2 separate regions of the Sus scrofa genome follow, and region 1 is linked to region 2. Evidence: chromatin contacts called from public Hi-C data. All regions are on one chromosome and are shown on one strand. The core of a region is the stretch at or near the end of the contact, and the rest is flanking DNA. Distances in the headings are between cores, read along the strand shown. Region 1 holds the start of NUDT18 (8-oxo-dGDP phosphatase NUDT18). Region 2 holds the start of XPO7 (exportin-7).

Region 1 (2,700 bases), core at 90-2,589, 190 kb after region 2:
CAGCGCCTCCACGATGGTCTCCCCAGGCTCCATCCTCCCCGCGGGTAGGTACCACGACCCACGGCACTCTTTCTTGGCTTCCTGGACGAGTAGCACCTCATCCTGAGGGGAGAGAGAGGATTCTTAGCCACCACAGCTGGGCTGGGAGCTCCAGGGGAGTGGGACAGCCAGCAACCTTCACTTGCCGAGATCAAAGCTCAGGTACAGCTGCTAGTGGACACCCTGAAATTGCTGAGCTCCCCAGGGGCCTGGCCCTTGTGTGTTGGTAGATTGCAGCTGTCTCTGCAATTCATCCCACTTTGTATTCAAGTTTCCATTTCAGAAGGGGGCTGAGATTCCTGTGAGCTGCTTCAGGGGCCAGAGAACAGGCCTCACAGCGAGGGTTGTTACCATGTGCCCCGCCATGATTTCTGTCTGCACCAGTCAATGATCTCTCCCACCTCCCTCGTGGTTTATAAACTGCTTGTGGCCAGTCTTCACACTGGGCTGTCAGCTTTGAAACACACCCCAAACCATGGCCCCATTGAACTCCTACCTATGGCCCTGACGCCTTCTAGCTCTTTTTACAAGCCACTTATGCAGGGATCTACACCAAAATGAGCATCACACAGGAAGTCAGAAGGTCAGAGTGTAAGCGCAGGTTGTGCAGTTACTGCCCATGGGACCCAAGGGGGGAATCTCTGAAGAACTGGACAGATCTTTTAAAAAAAAAACCACGTCGCGGCGGGCACTTTGCTAGATTCTGGGGAAAAGAGGAGGAAGAGACAGCCCTCTCCTCAAGAAACTGAGGCCTAGTGGGATGAGACAGACGGCTCCTGGGCCTCAGTTTCCTCCTCTGTACTTCGTGACAATTGCAGGGCTCGGCCGCACCAGGCTCAGATATAAGTGTAAGAGTGCTTTGCAAAACTGGGAAGAGCCACACACCAGGAAGCGGTGGCTGCTGCCGGTAGGTCCTCGGTCCCCACCGGGGCTGGCTGCGCGCTCCGGAGGTCCGGGCGGTGGGCCCGACCGGCGGACGCTCACCTGCTCGTTGAGGAACACGGCCAGCACCACGTAGCAGACATTCTTCCGCAGCCGCACGGGCGCCAGCGGCTCCCCGGCCGGTTTCGAATCGCAGCTCTGTACCCGCAGACCCCGGCCCCCCAGAACGGCCGCCAGCGCCCCCGCAAGGCCTTCCGAGGCCATCGGGTCCCCTAAAAGGCGATGGGGAGGGCCCCGAAGACCCGCCGAGAAGGGTAGGGTGGACGTGGGTGACCAAGGGACTCGTCGCCCCCAACCCCTCCCCCTGCGGGCTCGGGCGGAGAGCGCTCGCGAACGCGGAAGCACCCGGCAGGCCCTGGCCGCTGATAGGCTACGCGTCACCGCGGCCGGCTAGGATTGGCTAGAGCGTGTTCGTCACTGTGAGGCGGAGCCAGTCCATAAGGGGCTGGGCGCCGCGCCCCCGCTCTGCGGCCCCCGGCAGGCTTCTGACGCTCGGTGGCTCCCTCCTTTCTCCCCGGCGTCTCCCGCCGCCAGCCTCGCTAATTCCTCCCGCGCGCACTTGTCTGAACGGGTTCCGACGGTGACGTCACCCTGCCCGCAGGCTGCGGAGCGCCGCAGCCGCCAGCGACGGTGACGTCACAAGCCCGATGCTGTCACCGGGTCCGCCCACGGCTTGGACCCACTGGCTAGCTTTTGTCATAAACATACCACTGCATTACCTGAAATGACACTGCCCAAATAACCTTTCTTCGCTTAGAATGTCACGGGGCAAGGAGGACGAGAGCTCCTGCCTTGGAGGAGATTCCGATCCAGCTGGAGAGGTGGCCATAGCTATATAATGGAAAGTCAATGGACTTAATAAGCCAAGTGCTAAATGACTGGTTTGGGCAGGAATTGCTACAGGCGCTCAGAGGAGGGAGGGAGCAGAGCTGGGAAGGTCAAGGTGTGCCTGGCGGTGGGAGGCTGGGAGGCGAGGATTTGATGCAGAGAAAGGGCCTGGGATCAGCCCTCAGCAGTGTCCCTGGTCCCTCGCCTCCGGCGGCCACATTTCCCAATCATCAGTTTCAGGGCCCTCTCCCGCCAGGGGCGGGGTTCTGCCTTTTGTCATTGTTGCACACACACACCCCTAACACTTTCACAGGGCCTGGTCCATTGACAGCCAGGTGCGGGTTGTTTTTTGGGGAGCTCCTGCCTCTCCCCTGGCCTGACCTTGCCTCCTCAGAGCGTCTTTAACCTCCTCTCAGGACAGGGAGGCAGGGCCAGCTGGCATGAAACTGAAACCAGCCATTTCTGAGCTGCTCAGCCCCAGTGAGATCTCCCATTTCCCTTCTGCTGGCTTTGGGCACATCCCTTTTGGGGTGACAGTTGCTTGGTGGAGCAGACAAAGCATTGGACTTGGAGCTGGATGCCCAGCCACTGCTCCCTGGCTGATCTGTGCCCTGAGTAAGTTGTGGGCCTGTTCCCTCATCTGTACAGTAAGCTCCTGACAGCTCTTCCTTCCCAGGGCTGTCGGGAAGGTGAGACGTCGTGAGAGGAGCCCGGTAGACTGCGAAGTGTGGGTCACCATCAACAGGCAGCCCACCAACCTTCTGGCCACAGCACTTGTTGCTACCACACAAAGACCCACTTTCACAAGATGTGCCTAGAGAGCTGCCATGAACTAGATGTTACTCTCAGGAATTCCAGCCACACCAAATCCTTAGCCCCTTCTCACATACT
Region 2 (2,700 bases), core at 96-2,595:
ACTCAAAAGTTGCTGGAAAACAAAACCAGAAAAATCCTACATCTCAGGGTCTAGGCTTGCCAGGAACAACAGTCAAAAAAGCTCTGCCTCAAGTCTTCTATTGGCAGAGCCTAACTTGCATACAGAACCCTAGCTGCAAGGAAATCTGGGTAATGTAGTTTTTAGGTGTTCTACCTCTAAATCAGGAAGACACACTCGGAGGAGGAGGAAGATTGAAGTGAATGCTGAGTACCCGTCCCCTCGATCCACAACGGAAAGTGTATGTCATTCACTACTATCATCATTTCCGTCGCCCGTGGTGGCTCCTAGTCCATACAAACTTCAAACAGCCAATACTTTTCAGAATCCAGCTAAAATCTAATTGGGGGCCTTGACTGGAAGTCGGAGGGGAATCCAGTGGAAAACAGGAACCGGCATTATCTGATACAGATCATTCCTAGTGGGAAGACTGGAATTAGCCTCAGCAGGCAGGGCCTGACCTGATCTGACCCAAGGGGATGGCTTTCACACTCAGACTGAGCCCAAGGGTCCTAAAACCCCTTTAGGTCTCCCCCTATCACCTCCCCCAGCTTCCGACCCCTCTCAGCAGGCAGCCTACTGGTTAAGATAACAATCTATTAGGGAAGATTAGAACCATGTCTTCTGCATGTTTCCATGAACATCGCCACTATTTGGTGGCTATTTCCATGAATGTTTACCGCAAAAAAAGGACAGAAATGAAAACAAGGAGATCACGATTCGGGTTGCTGGTAAAACCCAGGATCAGAGAGCAATGGCCCCTGTCCACTGGAGCGGAAAGCTAGAAAGACACAATTTCGGCCGCCGAAGGCAGTGAAAAGCGAAGAATAACGCAGGCGTCCTAAATAGTGGGGGGTTAGGTGGCGAGCGCACCGGAAGACCCCCCCGGTGTGTGGTGTTACAGCAGAGGCGCGGCGGCAGAGGGAGAGGGGCGTTCGGGGGCACGTTCGAGGACACTCGGGAAGACAGGAATCCGCCAGGTGCAGGGGTCTGGGCGGGGACAGGTCCCAGCCCCTTGAGGAGCCCTCTCCAAGCTGATGAGCGAAGGCATCTCCAACTCCCGGGGCAGCGCTTGCCCGCCAGCCGGAGCGAGCACGGCCCCTTTAAAAACCATGTAAACAAAGCTTTGTTCCCCCCGGCCCCCTCCCCTCGCGCCCCCGGGTCCGCTCCTTCCTCTACCCGCCCCCCGCGTCTCCGGGCCGCTGACGTTGCGGCGCCTTTACGCCGTCCCAACGGCGCTGCGCATTCTCCAACCGCGGCCCCGGCCGCCCGGGCCTGCGCAGCCGGGCGGCGCTACGCCGCGAGCGCAGCGCGACAAGCCCCCAGCGCGCAGGCGCAGCGGCGACGGCGGCGGCGGCGGCGGCCCGGCCGAGGTGCGCGCTGGGGGGGAGGGGGGCCGGAGAGGAGCATGAATGGAGCAAAATGGCGGATCATGTGCAGGTGAGAGGAGCCACGGGGGAGGGGGCGGCCGCGGAGAGTGGGGAGTGGGAGCGCACGGGGCCCAAGGGGCTCGGGAAGGCTCGGGACTCGCCCGACCCGCGCCGCCGCCACTCGGGGCTCTGGAGCCGCCGCCCGTCCCGGAGCTCTGGGGCCTTTCCCGCCTCCCGGGCCGGGGGCCTCCTCCATCCCCTCCCACCCGGTCCCATGCTTCTTGCGCGGGGCTGGAGGTGTAGGAATCGGCGCCCCGGCGGGCACAGCCTACATCGCTTATCAGCGACTGTCTTTCTGTTGGAGGGAGGCCTCCCGCAAGTCCTCAGTACCCCCCAAGACCGGGAAGGGAGGGAGACCCTTTGCCCACTCTTTCCGGAGGGGGACTTCCCCGTCACACCCGCCAGCCCTAAACAAATAACAAAAAGAATACCTCACGCTGATAAACCTACCGAGTCTTTCCCGCCGCCTTCCTCTTCACGCCCCCAAATACTGGAGACCCCCCCCTGCGGCCTCCTTCCTCCTCCCACAGATGCGCCCTTCACCCCACTCCTGATCGTATAAGCCTACAGGGCCGAGCGCCCCAATCCTCCAAAATGGGTGCTCAGGCCCGGGCCCGCCCTCCCTCCGGTCCCCCTATCCCCGGTGAAGGAGTTGAGTGCCCACACCTCCTCCGAAACGCGGGGTGGAGGGGGTGTGTCTGAAGCGAGAGATGCAACGTTGGGTGCCGACGTTGCTCCGGAGGGTCCTGATTTGACTCCGGAGCTGCCCCGGGCGTGCTTTGGGCCCAGGCCACTTTTCTTCAAAGATATGGCACAGGCCTTAGGAAGAGACAGCCCATACTGAACCGAATAGTAGCTGGAGGGGTCAGGGTTATTTCTTGCAAACTCGATAAAGTTTTTCCTCTGATATTTTTATGACAGTTATTATTACAGATATTGTCTGAAACCTTCGGATTTTCAAGGTAATCGTACATGTTTTCTGTTGGGGGAAGTAAAAAGTAGAATAACAAGTGTCGCCTTATTTTGCATACTATGTAGTTAACATTCCTCACGTGAAAAGGATGATCTTATTCCCAACATTATGTCTATAAGAACCTGTAGTGGAGTGACTTGTATCAGTTTCTTTGGTTGGGAAGGGGCTAAATAAATTCTCGGGCCAGGGATCAGGAGAGTAAATCTTTGGAGCAAGGGGTACAAGTTATCAGGACGGGAATTATATCAAAAAATTGTAACCACAGATGGAAAACCACAA

Evidence for each region. Hi-C and Micro-C count contacts between places; a contact is called where the count stands out from the background.
Region 1: a Hi-C map of heart right ventricle shows a contact between it and region 2, with 3 times the contacts expected there. The contact joins the promoter of NUDT18 here to the promoter of XPO7 in region 2. A contact is called at or near these places in 2 of 47 Hi-C or Micro-C datasets (embryonic fibroblasts and heart right ventricle) and 1 of 2 datasets of contacts at active chromatin or transcription factors (alveolar macrophages).

The regions. Positions count from the first base shown.
Region 1 is chr14:6,380,373-6,383,072 of Sscrofa11.1, forward strand. It overlaps NUDT18 (8-oxo-dGDP phosphatase NUDT18), which reads right to left and starts at 1,340. Exons shown (of 3, transcript XM_001927480.4): 1 at 1,024-1,340; 2 at 1-102. The coding sequence starts at 1,185.
Region 2 is chr14:6,186,695-6,189,394 of Sscrofa11.1, forward strand. XPO7 (exportin-7) reads left to right here and starts at 1,346. Exons shown (of 28, transcript XM_021073572.1): 1 at 1,346-1,458. The coding sequence starts at 1,441.